Linked DNA regions of Mus musculus: all the other regions are linked to region 1. Evidence: chromatin contacts called from public HiChIP or PLAC-seq and capture Hi-C data. All regions are on one chromosome and are shown on one strand. The core of a region is the stretch at or near the end of the contact, and the rest is flanking DNA. Distances in the headings are between cores, read along the strand shown.

What was found. HiChIP or PLAC-seq counts read pairs in DNA pulled down with a chosen protein or histone mark. Capture Hi-C pulls out chosen DNA fragments and counts their contacts.
Region 2: a contact with region 1 is called in a capture Hi-C map of bone marrow-derived macrophages, with 7 times the contacts expected there. The contact joins two enhancer-like sites. A contact is called at or near these places in 1 of 15 datasets of contacts at CTCF or cohesin (the NIH/3T3 cell line), 7 of 484 Hi-C or Micro-C datasets (the C2C12 cell line, the NIH/3T3 cell line, the Patski cell line and 4 more), 6 of 115 datasets of contacts at active chromatin or transcription factors (acute myeloid leukemia, bone marrow-derived macrophages, cardiomyocytes and 3 more) and 5 of 9 other capture datasets (adipose tissue, bone marrow-derived macrophages, embryonic stem cells and 2 more).
Region 3: a contact with region 1 is called in an H3K4me3 HiChIP or PLAC-seq map of bone marrow-derived macrophages, with 2.6 times the contacts expected there. The contact joins two enhancer-like sites. A contact is called at or near these places in 5 of 484 Hi-C or Micro-C datasets (adipose-derived mesenchymal stem cells, bone marrow-derived macrophages, cortical neurons and 1 more), 3 of 115 datasets of contacts at active chromatin or transcription factors (bone marrow-derived dendritic cells, bone marrow-derived macrophages and stem cell-derived neural progenitor cells) and 2 of 9 other capture datasets (adipose tissue and liver).

Annotation. Positions count from the first base shown.
Region 1 is chr15:6,402,213-6,406,812 of GRCm38.p6, reverse strand. The region is part of intron 1 of Dab2 (disabled 2, mitogen-responsive phosphoprotein); the gene reads right to left. Among named protein-coding and RNA genes, the nearest start is that of Dab2, 18 kb to the right of the region's middle. Within about 2 kb of position 2,267, at least 16 of the 459 cell types and tissues checked have an H3K27ac peak or open chromatin away from gene starts, as enhancers often do. A contact at or near this core is called in bone marrow-derived macrophages, where this site is marked.
Region 2 is chr15:6,240,095-6,244,694 of GRCm38.p6, reverse strand. No RefSeq gene overlaps it. Among named protein-coding and RNA genes, the nearest start is that of Gm16311, 68 kb to the left of the region's middle. Within about 2 kb of position 2,419, at least 7 of the 459 cell types and tissues checked have an H3K27ac peak or open chromatin away from gene starts, as enhancers often do. A contact at or near this core is called in bone marrow-derived macrophages, where this site is marked.
Region 3 is chr15:6,563,288-6,567,887 of GRCm38.p6, reverse strand. It overlaps a transcript of Fyb not described here. Among named protein-coding and RNA genes, the nearest start is that of Fyb, 14 kb to the left of the region's middle. Within about 2 kb of position 2,722, at least 158 of the 459 cell types and tissues checked have an H3K27ac peak or open chromatin away from gene starts, as enhancers often do. A contact at or near this core is called in bone marrow-derived macrophages, where this site is marked.

The sequences.
Region 1 (4,600 bases), core at 1,018-3,517:
GACTTTAGTACTTTGGGTCTCTAATATAGTCGCTAGTGCGTAAGAAGCACAATGTGAATGCTTTTTGACGAGAGAGTCCATGGGAACGTGTCAGGATGCCCCCGAGTCCTCCTTCTCCACCCTGTGACGCTGTTGCTGGGCCAGTCACAGCAAAGCTACCTGTGTCACTTGAATGCTTTCTTCAAAGAACACAATCTTAGCCATACCACTTATCATTGGTAGCTGGGATAGAATTCAAAACACTAGGCCACAGCAACTGCAGCAGAAGTGGGTACCAACCAGATTTGAAAAGGAGATTTCTAAAAATATTTGCCAGGCCTTCTGTCTCTCGCCTGTTAGCCTCAGCACTCGGGAGGCGGGATAGCCAAGGTGATACAGAGAAACCCTGTCTCAAAAACAAAAACAACCAATCAAACAAACAACAAACAAATAAACAAACCCCCTCAGAAAAGTAGGATGAGTGAGTTAAATAAACCAACTTTAGAAATGTTGATTTAGATAGAACAAGTCTATTTCATGGGAGACTGAGACAAGGGTTTTAAGTTTGAAGCCAGCCTGGGCTAAAAAGTGAAACTCCATATCAGGGTAGAACAACAACAACAACAACAACAACAAGCTTTAACAGAAAAGCTCCGTCTTCTATTATCAGATGGGGATGCTATATTTCCTCCCTGTCTTCTTCATCCTGCAATCTAACAAAAGTTTTCTAAAGCCTGAACAACTTACATGAAGAGTTTTAATGTTTGCATACTTTTTAAAAATGTAACTACTGACATGTGCATTACTGGAATCTATCACAGGGCTTTGGGGCAGTGATTTGAACAGAAGTTTCATGGATCAGATACAACACCATAGCGAACACATAAAGCACACTTTACGTTTGGCATGTAAACTTAACATGGATAGTATGTTTGAACTTTGCAAGATGGCTCTTTGCAAAAGAGACTACTACAGAAAACCACAACCAGTAGGGCGTGGTGGTGCACGCCTTTAATCCCAGCACTCGGGAGGCAGAGGCAGGAGGATTTCTGAGTTCGAGGCCAGCCTGGTCTACAAAGTGAGTTCCAGGACAGCCAGGGCTACACAGAGAAACCCTGTCTCGAAAAAAACCAAAAAAAAAAAAAAAAAAAAGAAAGAAAACCACAACCAATCAAAGTGCAGGGTTGTGGAGCTCAGTCCCTACAGATACATCTACAAAACATCCCAACATCTCAGGCTCTGGAAACACTGGGGAAAAGGGGGCAGAAAGATTATGAGTTGAAAAAAAATCAAGGAGATTGTGTCTCCTAGTCACATCAGAAGCTATACGTATAAAGTGTCGGGAACATGACAGTCAAACTTGAGCTGAACAAAAAGGCACCAATAAACATGTCAAACGTCAGGGGCTTGGGGGCAGCCCATGAGGCCGCAATCCTACACAAAGAACTACAGGGAACCAAGTAAAACTGGGAGCTGGAGAAGCGGTCTTCCCCAGTGAGGAGCATAAAAAGTGGCTGTCTCGTGCCAAATGATCAGCCCCCAAAACATATATATTAAGTAACATTATGCCGACTCAACGGGATATATTCAGGAATATAATACGTGCATGGACACAATGACAATTGATGACAAGAGCATAAATATGAACGTGAGTGGCCTGGGTATATGGGAAGAAAGGAGGGAAATTCAATTACAATTTCAAAACTTCAACAAAATAAAACTGAAGAGTCAGATGTGGTGAATGGACTCAGCCACATCACCATTGGATTTCTGGGGAAAAGCAGGAGTATTTGCTACAGTCCTCTCACACACGCCAAGCGTTTCGTGTTCAATGACTCTCCTTCTTTAAGATAGGTGAGATGCTTTTATCAAAGCTAGTTTTCCTAGCTCTCAGCTAGTTTTTAAATAAAATCACATTTAAAAAAAATCTTAGCACTTTGTTTTCAGGGCTAGCCAAGTTGTATTTGTCTGTTCCCACCGGAAATAACCCCAAAGAAAGTGTTGCCCATCTGTGTGGACCTAAAGACACAATCAATACTCAACGCTCTGGTTGTTCTCCTAGGGTGTGTGTACACAATCCTAGGAAACACATCTCACTCTCTATTCAAGTACCATGAGTCACCTTAAAACTCTACGCAATGTTCCGAGTTAAAGCAAGCATGCTATTTATAAGGATGTGTATATATTTGAAACTTTAGGTTATAAATGCAGAGTCACACACCCCAACAGAATTATGATCTTGTAACCACACCAGGATGCTTTAAAAGAGGAAAAACAACCTTAAGCCTTTCCTCTTCCACAAACCAGTGCAAGAAATACTGCCTGCTATTTGGTTTCTTTGTGGCTGAATGATATAAACCCCAATGAGATTTCCCTTCCCCGGCAGAGCCCCGCCTTCACAGAATCCAGAAAGCCAACCCTTGAGTGTGGCCCCCACCTTTCTCCAACTCAGGTTTCAGACACATGCTGAGGTTTTAAGAGTTTTAGGAAGAAGGACCCAGCTGCCCTGTCACATCAGTGCAGAGCAGTCAAACTGGGGTGTGTGCAACAATTGTTTATAGTCACTAGGACTAACTCCTGTGTCGATTACATTTCTATGTCTAGACCAGACTTCAGGAAGAAGGCAGCATTACGATTGCATAGACTCAACCCAAGACCGGTTTAAATGCTGCAATTCTGAAATGCTGCCTCTAGATTCTAGGTTGCCTTTCTGGTAGAATATGCCCTTTGTTTTGGTGCTCAGTCTATCCTTAGGGCTGGCAGTCACCATGAGAACCTTACTGGCCCATATTTCCTTGATACAATCTATTCAATCTGGATACGATTTTGCCAACAAAGCATCAAGCTTTGTCTCCAAGAATCCTGGTGACTGTGCTAACTTCAATGGCTAATGCTTTTTTTTTTAATCTATCTACGGTTTACTGTTATTTCCTGTGCTCAGAATATTAAATATCTAAATATTAAACATCTAAATAATAAATATTAATATTAAAGATTGTTCTTAATGGTTCAGCTGATTTTGTTTTGAGCAGATTTTTTTGCTCTTAAATACAAAGACACATAAAGAGGTCATTTAAAAATATCTAGAAGCTGATGATACTGGTGTGTCCCTTCAGTTCCTGCTTCTGTTGGGGTCAAGACAAGATTATTTGAGCCTAAAAGTTAGAGATCAGCTTGGGAAATGAAGAGATTTCATCTCAACAAAACAAAACAAAACAAAACAAAAATAACATGAGACTTTCTATTATTTGCTGAGTGTTAGGTTTATAGAGGAACCAGGGACCTGAGACCCAATCCTGTTATATTAATACTAGTGTCCTAGCAAACTGAAGGTTAGGGAGCTTCCAAAGTACTGTCTAAAAAGCCAGAACTCTCCCTGAAGAAATAAGAATGTGTAGTCTCATTTAATACACCTTGACTAGTGCACAAACTAGGAGGTCACTAGATAAAAAATGCCTGGTAATATTGGGTTCTGCTATAGGATTTGATATAGAAACTTGTTTCTTGAGTATTATACAGATATTATTCTGGTCCTGAAATTTTAGAATGTATGATCCAAAAATATCCTGGGATAGCTAACCCACCTGCCTTCAAATTGTGTTTATGGTTATTTAAAAACAACCACCACCACCCCACCACCACACACACACACACACACACACACACACACACACACACACACACACACAACTACTGCAGACTAAATATAAGATGAAATACAAGGTGGCATATAAGCACAATTACTAACTGTGGAAAGATAATTCAAAGGAAAGATAATTTCAGGGCAGAGCCATACCTACGAGGTTCTAGTCATTAAAACAATAGGCGTCATCTAAATTAGCCTTCCGGGATTCAATTTCTATGTCGCCTTAAGCAAATTGGTTGCATAATTTCAACAAGAAAGAGGGAAGTGAATGGAAGTGCTTCAGAGAACTAGGACTTTCCAGGAAATAAAGACAGAGCTCACTGGCTTTCTTTTCTGACTGTAAATTTCTAAGAATATTAAAAATTACTTTATTCTGTATGGTTTCAAAAAGTTTGCTCCAGAGTTAAAAATGGAATATATATTTATGTGAGAGAGGACTCTGTTGCCTTCTAACAGTATAATTATTCTAGAGTTGCAGTTGTGCAATAAAAATTTATCTGCTGGACATAATAGCAAGTGCCTTTAATCCAGCACTTGGAAGACAGATAGCAAATCTCTGCGCTCCAGGCCACCCAGGGCTACATAGCGATACTCTCTCTAAATTAAACAAAACAAAATAATCAAGTCTGTCTGTATGTCTCTTACACACACACACACACACACACACACACACACACACACACACACTACCCTGGTTATATCACTAGAAACAGTTCAGCAGTTCCATTCTTAAATATTAATTTTATTTGCTGTGGGTTTGTTTATTTATTGCTTTTAATAAAAACCCTTGAAATGATATTAGCCAAATAGCTTTAAAGATCCTAGAAAAATGTGATTTCTTTTCCTCCCTGCTCATCTAGATAGCACACTTCAAATGGAAGTGACTAGTGTAGACCAGGCTAGCCTGGAACTTGTCAGAGACCTACCTTCCTCTGCTTCCCAAGTGGTGGGAAAGGTGTGCTCTGCCACACACAA
Region 2 (4,600 bases), core at 1,170-3,669, 160 kb after region 1:
CTTGTTTTCTGAGTAACCCGGGGGCTTTTGCCCCTGCTGTTCCTTTCAGGAGGCCCCTTTGTCTCTGTGTTCCGGAGGGCAGAGTACAATCCTGCTTGGAAGATTTCTCAGTCCCTGCGAGATTCCACCATCCTCTTCTGGATCCCAGTTATCACTGGTTTTTGTACTTTGCACTCAAGTTCCATTTAAACAGTGATTCATTTACAGCTTGTATTCCTGGACACCCAAATACTTCAAATACTCATCTTATCCATGTATCTGTAGGCATATCTTATCTCTTCCGTGACCTAGTGTTATTTTAGCCTGGGGTTATGTCTCCTTTATCTAGTTCCCAGAAGTCAACCGTTTGGTACTGAGTAGCTTAAAGTGTTTCAGAAGCTGGACGTATCAAGCTGTGCTTAAGGAAAGAGATTTAGGATTAGCAGGCAAAATAAACAAGAAGAAAGAGTTTGGTCTTAACAAAAGGAAAGGCTTTATGAGGCTTTGAGATTTCAAAAAATGGGATAAGTTACCATTTAAATAATGAGTTCGGGGTAACTAACTATAAACAGTCAAATCATTTTCCATCGAAGCTCAACTTCCATCGAAGCTCCAAGCAATGTGACGAGTATGTGACATGTAGTATCATGTACAGTCTCCACAATGGTCAAGAAGGCATTTTGGCAATCCCATTTTTTCTCACTGTAGGCTAGGTACCTCTCATAAATGCAGTTTATATATAACAACACATAGTTTGGAATTCAGTCCTGTGTGGTGATGTCTAAACCTGGGCATTTAACACAATGGCTCCACGGTGTAGAAGGGACTCCCACAATAGTAGAATCCATTTCTGAGGTGACAATAGAGTAGAGAGTTCCAGGGAAATGCAGAAGGCCTAGGTAGCATTCTCTGCACTTGGCATGGTTTAGCACACCATCTTCTCAGAGGAGAGCCCAAAGCTGGCATGTTGAGTAAGAGATGGATCCGTCTGCACTGAGACACCTGAGAGAATATCATTGAGTTTAGCCACACCCATACATTTTATTTCAAAAATAATTGAATAAGTCTGTACTGGCTAGTTTTGTGCCAACTTGACACAGCTGGAGTTATCACAGAGAAAGGAGCTTCAGTTGAGGAAATGCCTCCATGAGATCCAACTGTAAGGCATTTTCTCAATTAGTGATCAAGGGGGAAAGGCCCCTTGTAGGTGGGACCATCTCTGGGCTGGTAGTCTTGGGTTCTATAAGAGAGCAGGCTGAGCAAGCCAGGGGAAGCAAGCCAGTAAAGAACATCCCTCCATGGCCTCTGCATCAGCTCCTGCTTCCTGACCTGTTTGAGTTCCAGTCCTGACTTCCTTGGTGATGAACAGCAATGTGGAAGTGTAAGCTGAATAAACCCTTTCCTCCCCAACTGCTTCTTGGTCATGATGTTTGTGCAGGAATAGAAGCCTGACTAAGACAAAGTCCAAGATCAGAGGTATCTAATTTCTCTGTTGTTATTATTGTTGTTGTTTGAGATGGGATCTCATGCAGGTCAAGCTTGCCTCAAACCATTCTATGGCTGAGGATGGCTTTGAACTCTTGGTTCTCCTGCCTCTATCTCCCAAGTGCAGGGATGACTGGCATGTGTCACCATCAATGGTGACACTTTATTTTTCATTAGAAAACATCCAGCCACACACCGAGGAGCCAGGACATCCCTGTCAGTGTGCAGGGAACATTCTAACTCTCTGAGAATAAGGCAAAAAGACACACACTATGCCACAAAGTTACCACAATCCTCAGCATGGGACTAAAAAAAAAAGTAAGAATTTAATTATTTCCCTTTTCCTTCATACTTTCTGGATGTGTACGCAGTTTACACGATCCCTTGGCTAAGATGACATAAACCTGTAAACTGGCAATGGAAGTGCACACCTGTGATTCCAGCTCCCCAAGGGACTGAGGCAAATGGACCACAGACTTGATAGCGTTTCATCTAAGAATATACGGGATACTATCACATGTTTCTATGAGGCATCAGTCTAATCTTTACCAGAGGAGAAGGCCATATTGTCTCAATCACTTCTTTTTGATGTTGTGTTCAAGGAAGTGCACGTAAGAGATGATATCGAGCAGCCCAAAAATACTTCATGAACTCCTCGTATTCTGTAGGATGTTTGCTCCCTCAGCTGACCATCTGATTGGCAGTTGGAAGGCTTGCCACCATATTCTATTGTTGTGGCTGTTTATTCTCACATTCCATTAAGCATAACCGAAGAGAGCGTTATTTAAGTGAATATAGTCATCTATTTCCACTGAACTATGGCCTTAAAGAAACACACACACACACACACACACACACACTCACACACAATCTCTCCACTTCCTTTGGGAAGACATGTGACTAACTGCTTTCTCAGCAAGCCACTTTTCCTGAATCTGAGTTATTTCCTTTCCTACAGAGAAAAGTTGCTGCCATCACTTCCACCGCTTTTGTAATGGCCTTTTGTGTGTACCGTATATTCCTTAAGAGAGGAGTTTTTTAAAAAAATGTCTCTTCCTTTTTTCTTATTTAGGCAAGAATTGTTTACTCTAAAGGAAAAAAAATGTAATGTTTTCAAAAATCTGCATTTGTGGAGATTTCTGGTACAAGAGAGTTCTCTTTAAAAGGTCCTTTAAACAAGCGTTTTAAAAATCTAAACGTAAGAGAAACACACTCTAAGCCCAACATCACCCGAGTATTCAGCAACTTCCTTATCTCCTGGGCTCTTCTTCAGCTTGATTTTTGATCAACCTTTCTCTAATGGTTAACTTTGAAGTTTGTCCGGCTGCCTTGTTATCCTGTCCTGATAGGCTTTGTACCAGGCTATCCTGATAGGCTTTGTACCAGGCTATCCTGATAGGCTTTGTACCAGGCTATCCTGATTGATAGGCTTTGTACCAGGCTATCTTGATTTTATTCCTCAGCTACCCCATCTCTCAGCTGTCTTTGTTAGGCCCTCTTTGGATCCTCTAACTGACATGTTCTTTTCTCTCTGTCATCTTTCTCCATGGGTAACTGGACAGTCCCCACATGTCCTCGCTGACCTTCCAGACTCATCTATCTGGTCACCCGCTGTTGTTCTCACATTCAGCCTGACTGGGCTGCTCTGAACTCCAGTCTCATGCCTCCTACAAAGATCTTAAATGTCCCCTAAAGTCAACGTGACCTAAGTGAAGTCAACCATTTCTGCTTTCCTCGCTTATTTCCAGACACGAACATCCAATGACAAGACATTGGGTCACCATGCCTTCATTTTCTTGTCTGACATCCCACATGTGTATTCCCCTGATCCCATTCAATTGCTCTCACCAGCTCTCTTTCTAATTATGCCTGAGTGATTATCTGGCTGCCTAGTTTCTTACCTGGGCTACGCATAGATCTAAACACAAGAGAAACACAGTCTAATCAAGCCCAACTTCACCCAAGTATTTAGCAACTTCCTTATGTCCTGGGCTCTTTTTCAGCTTGTTTTCTGATCATCCTCAATAACAAGAAAACACCCAATGTTTATTTCATCTGTTCATTCTAACCAAGAGATTATGTAGAATGTGTACAAATGCAAAAAAAAAAAAGTGACAGAAAGGGGAAATAATTAAATTTTCATGCCAGAGATTTATTATAAAACAACAAGAAAAAAGATGCTCATTGTCAGCTATTGGATGGAACTCAGGGTCCCCAATGGAGGAGCTAGAGAAAGTACCCAAGGAGCTGAAGGGGTCTGCAACCCTATAGGTGGAACAATATGAACTAACCAGTACCCCCGGAGCTCGTATCTCTGGCTGCATATGTAGCAGAAGATGGCCTAGTCAGCCATCATTGGGAAGAGAGGAGCCTTGGTCTTGCAAAGTTTATATGCCCCAGTAGAGGGGAATACCAGGGCCAAGAAGTGGGAGTGGGTGGGTAGGGGAGCAGGGTGGGAGGGGGGTATAGGGGACTTTCAGGATAGCATTTGAAATGAAAATGAAGAAAATATCTAATAAAAAGTTGAAAAAAAATAAAGAAACCACCCATGAAGTATTCATTTGACTTGAAGCCTTTGATATATCCCCATTTCAAATAAAGACTCCAAACTCCCTCATATATCCAGCTGCTGTTGCTTTGCCATGGCCCAGATTCCACATCCTTACCTACCACTGCAAAGGCACACACACTAACTTTGAGATGACCTTTGCAAGTGTTTTCTTGCACACACTGTTATTATCTCTACTTGAAATTATTCCCTTTTTTCCCCTGCCTAATAATTGCTGTTCCCCACAACCCCAAAGTTAGCTCAAATAATCCACCTGCAGCTCTGAGTTCGTGTTATCAGTTCTTGCACTAAAGCTCTCCCACTGGCCCTACCTATGCATTAGCAGTATGGGCTTTGGATTTTAAATGCTAAATAGTAAAAAGTAGTGTTTAGAAGGCAGGGGATGTCTTCTTGTTTGGCTTGTGGCAGGCCTTTGCTTGCTATTTGCTGACCACACTGAACTAATGCAAGTCTTAACCGCGGAGGAAGCGATTTCAAGTACCAGCTCTACGCGTAACGGCTACGTTTTCTCCCTTCCAAAGAACTTTATCTGCCTTCACCCTTTTCATACATAACTGGAGAGTCTTC
Region 3 (4,600 bases), core at 1,473-3,972, 160 kb before region 1:
AAAGGTACTGTGAATGTGCTCAAGTGATCTCTCTGTCTCTCTGTCTCTCTGTCTCTCTCTCTCTTTCACACACACACACACACACACACACACACACACACACACACACACAACATAATTTTAAGAAGAAACTGATAGATAATGTTTTCATTATTCTCGTGCTTACTTCCCAGTAAAAGCTTTGGTAAATCACAGGAAAACCTGAACAGTTAAATAGAAATAAAATCACGTCTCTAACTTTGTGGGTACGGATGCCAAGCCCAAGCTGCTATCCCCCATCCTGCGCTGCTCTAGGGCACAACACAAGGAAAGACGAGTCAGTGTAGAGCGGGGCAGGGCCTGGGAGGATCAAATGAGTGTGTGGGGTATCAGAGCCCTCCTTCACTACCTCTGCAAATTCCTCTAACTCAGCCCACCCTCGCTCAGGTTGAGAAATCAGACCCCGTTCCACTGGACCAGGAAAATGATAACTGCTCACATCCGTTGTTGTCCACATGCTTGCTTCTCTGTTTCCACATTAGATGGAGAACTTACTATTATTGTTGCTTCATTTTAGCAATTAAAACACTCCAACTCAATTGAAAAATAATATTTAATATTCTGGGTCTTTAAAAAAAATAGTGACCAACCTGAAACCGACGCCCAAGGCAGTCCTGTTTCAAATATGGTGATCTGGTGTTGGTGGCTATGTTAGTTCTTCTGGCCTTTAAAGCCTGTTTGGGAATGAAACTCATTTGGCCAAGAGTCTGCCTTCAACACAGTCCTAACAGCTTCCTTCGTGACAGGGATCTAAGTGCAGTTTGATAGCTCTGGGGCTCCCTTCTGGCTGTTCAGCAAAGGAGTGAATTTGGCAGCAGGGTCACGCCCTTCCACCACCAAAACTGACGTGGAGTAGGTGAAGTTCAAATGAATGGATGTCTCAGGGAAAGTTCGAGATGCCTTCGTGATGGTCAAGAGCTTTGTGAACCGAATATGTCCCGACCACAGCTCATCCAAAAAAGACATCCCTCCCTCCACTGAGCTTACAGTCTGCGGCGTTAGGCTGCATGGTGCCCAGACCCACGGGGGATGGAGAGGGGAGTGGGTTCTGTAGGAATGGGGAGACAATGTGAAGTCTGCTGATTCCCTTTGGCTTTTGTGGCCACTTCTTCTTCCTTACCTCAAGACTTCTGCACGCAGAGAGAAACATCACAAGCCATACCGTGCAGGACTGGCTCCTATGTAATGTGTGAAAAACAAAAACAAAAACAAAAACAAGCCGGGCATGGTGGCACATGCCTTTAATCCCAGCACTTGGGAGGCAGAGGCAGGTGGATTTCTGTGTTCGAGGCCAGCCTGGTCTACAAAGTGAGTTCCAGGACAGCCAAGGCTACACAGAGAAACCCTGTCTCGAAAAACCAAACAAAAACAAAAACAACAAACAACAAACAAACAAAACAAAACCCCCAAACAAAACCCCCAAACAAACAAAAAACTCACCACCAACAAAAAAACCCAAAAAACAAAAACAAACAAACAAACAAAGAACCCCCCCCCAAACGGCAGTGGCTTTTCTCTTCTGTATTTTGTCCTTTTTAAAAAAACCTCGACATTATTCGTCTCATTTCTCTTTTCTTTTAAAAAACTCTCTGGCGGAGTTAGTTTCCATCTCTGAGCTTCTAAAGATCCTAGAGACATAGTTACATTGGAGAATAAGACTTTAAAAAACCTACAGGGCCAGGGCTGGAGACAGTGCTTACTGCTTAAGGACACTGGTTGTTTATCCCGAGGACCTGGGTACCCAAACAGTGGCTCAGCATCTGCTGGACCCCCAGTTCCCGTGGATTGTGGTGCCCTCTTCTGTTCTCCATGGGTACTGCACACAGTTGAGGTACATAGATATCCAAATATTAACAACAACAACAGAATCAACATGGACAAAAAAAAAAAAAAAAAAAAATAGTGATGAGGTCTCAACCCTACATTAAGACATAAAGGCGACTAAGGAATGCTGAATCCAGGAGAGATACTCTTTCCCAGGGAAATGCACACGGACTGGCTGGCAATAACAAATGTCAGCGCAGAAGAATGTACATATGAGTACCATTATACAGATCGAGCGGGTTGTATTTATGAATTTAGAAATATATCTAAGTAGCAACAGTGAAAATAAAAGAGGCTATGAATTTGAATAGGAATGGGGGGGGGGAGACACGGAAGGATTTGATATCTAATTATGACCTCCCACACGAATGGTTTAACTTGGTTTATCTAGAGTTTTTCTTTGCACAAAAAGTACAATTTGATGACATCAGTATTTGATAGAAAAATATAAGGAAAATTAAAAAAAAGATTAAATGTTTAAAATAGAAGATTCGAGAATAGTCACAGTTTCTTCATTCTTGATGAATGTCTTGACCAGATTTTTTTTTTTTTAAAGTGGGGAAAGGAAAGCCTCAAGGTCAGCTGAGAACACAGGGAAGACTTTCAGCAAAACCGCAATGTTTCCTCCCCTTCCTTCTGGCTCCACCCCTTTGATTTGGATAGCAAGTTCCCTATAGGGCTGGAGTGCCTGGAGAGGCCCCATCTGGCTTGCACCCTACCCCTGACTGCTCACTGTGTTTCTTGTTAACCTCTTATCCTCACGCTCCCTGGTCCCTGTCTTTCCGATCCAGTGAACACACACCGGTCAATGTTCTCTGGCTGTCCGGCCGACCGGACATGAGACACATGAGTTGGCAATCTGTTTTAGACTCCTTTTTCTGACTCACAGTCTTACCTCCTGTCAGCGTGTCCCTGTCTCTCAGCCTCCCAAGTATCTTTGGAATTTCGCCCTCCCCTCCCCCACCGAGCACTGCCTCTAGTCTTCCTGTCTGGCACTAACACAGCCTCTTACAGTACTGCTTTTCTTCAAATAGGATCCTTTCCCCGTAGGCCTGTCACGATCTCTCTGTGATAAACGAATCACATTTGCTTAAAGCATTTCATTGGGTTTCCAACCCTTAGGGTTAAAAAAAAAAAAAAAAAAGACATTTTTTTAAAACTTTCTTGAGTTCTGGGTATTGAACCTATAGACTTACTCTAGGTAAGTGCTTTAATATTCCATATTCCAAACCCTCAGTGGCAAGTGACACTGTTTTATTAACTTGGAAGACATCTATAGTCGCACACAGCACCCACTTCTCTCAATTCCTGCCTTCCCCGTAACTTCACCTGGACTCCTGCACATCTGTATGTAAGCTCAGGTCACATTATTCTCTCACACTCGCCTCCTAACGATATTATCACGTGGTAATATCGTTATGTCCTGATTCATTAAATCTTGTCCTGTCCCAGTTGACAAGTTATTGGTAGTTGATGGCTGCTGAGGGAGGAGCATCATCTTGCTTTGAGGAGTATGGCCACAGCAGGTCCCCCATGCTCCAGTGGGTGACCTAACACTCATGTGCACACTGGCAGTACTAATTGCACTCTGTGGGCTCAGTTAATTAATCAATTAATTAATAACTAGAAAATGAGCACCTGGAAATGAGAAGGAGATGTGCTGAAAAGTCCTGGGTGCAGAAAAAGGGTGAATATGATCAAGATACATTGTATACATGTATAAAAATTTCAAGTGTGTATTTAAAGCATCAGGGGACATTTATGCCAACAGCACATAACCAAAGCAAGGTTTTAATCTTTATTAGACCTTTGATTTGGAATAAAAACAAGGATTCCAAAATAATTTGGACCAAGATGAAGAAATTTCAAGATGAGCCATCAATAATATACAACTGTTATGGTTTGTAGGCTTGATAATCATTTTGTAAGAGATGCATACTGAAAAATTTAAGAACTAGTTATTCCATTTTACATAGTTTATGTACTCAGGTGGTTTATGAAGTATTTATATAAACACGTGTGATGCGTCAAAATGTTAAAAATCTGAATGAATTTAAATGATGAGAATGAAGGATTTCAGGAATTATTGTTTAAGCTTTTCTGTAAATTTGAACTAAAAAAAAAACAGAAACAGAACAACAATAACATTGAAAAGGGAAATGTAGACTGGGCATTTTCACATTCAGACAGACGTCTGGCTGCCTGTGAGAGTCTAATCCCATTAGTGGTCTAGAGAGCTGGCATGGCTTGCTCTACTTGGTCCCGTCATGAAAGTCACCTGCCTGACCTCAGCTGGCATTGGCTTTGCAAGTCATGATGTGATGAGCCTTCGAAATTCTCCTCCTGGCTTATCCTTCATGGCATTGCTTCTCCTGAAGTCTACAGACTGACCTCAATTATGACCTTGAAAAATCCACATGGAAACTGGAAACCATGGATTGCATGAGCTGTAAGAGCATGTATGTCAGATCACACACATGTAAATGCATCTCCCCCAAGTCAGTGGCCAGATGAAGGGGAGAAGCATCAAGAGATAACCTTTTTCCTGGAGAAATAACATCTCTATCTTCCAGAACTTGGATCCTGGACACACCATCATGATGAGCAAGCCTGAGTTTTGTAGGTAGTGAGCACAGAGGAACCCCAGGAAAGTCGTGATAGTCTGTGGCAAGTAATGGCAGCAAATAGGCCCCCGGAATAATGATGATTGAAGTTTGACTTTCTTTGAGCACTTGGT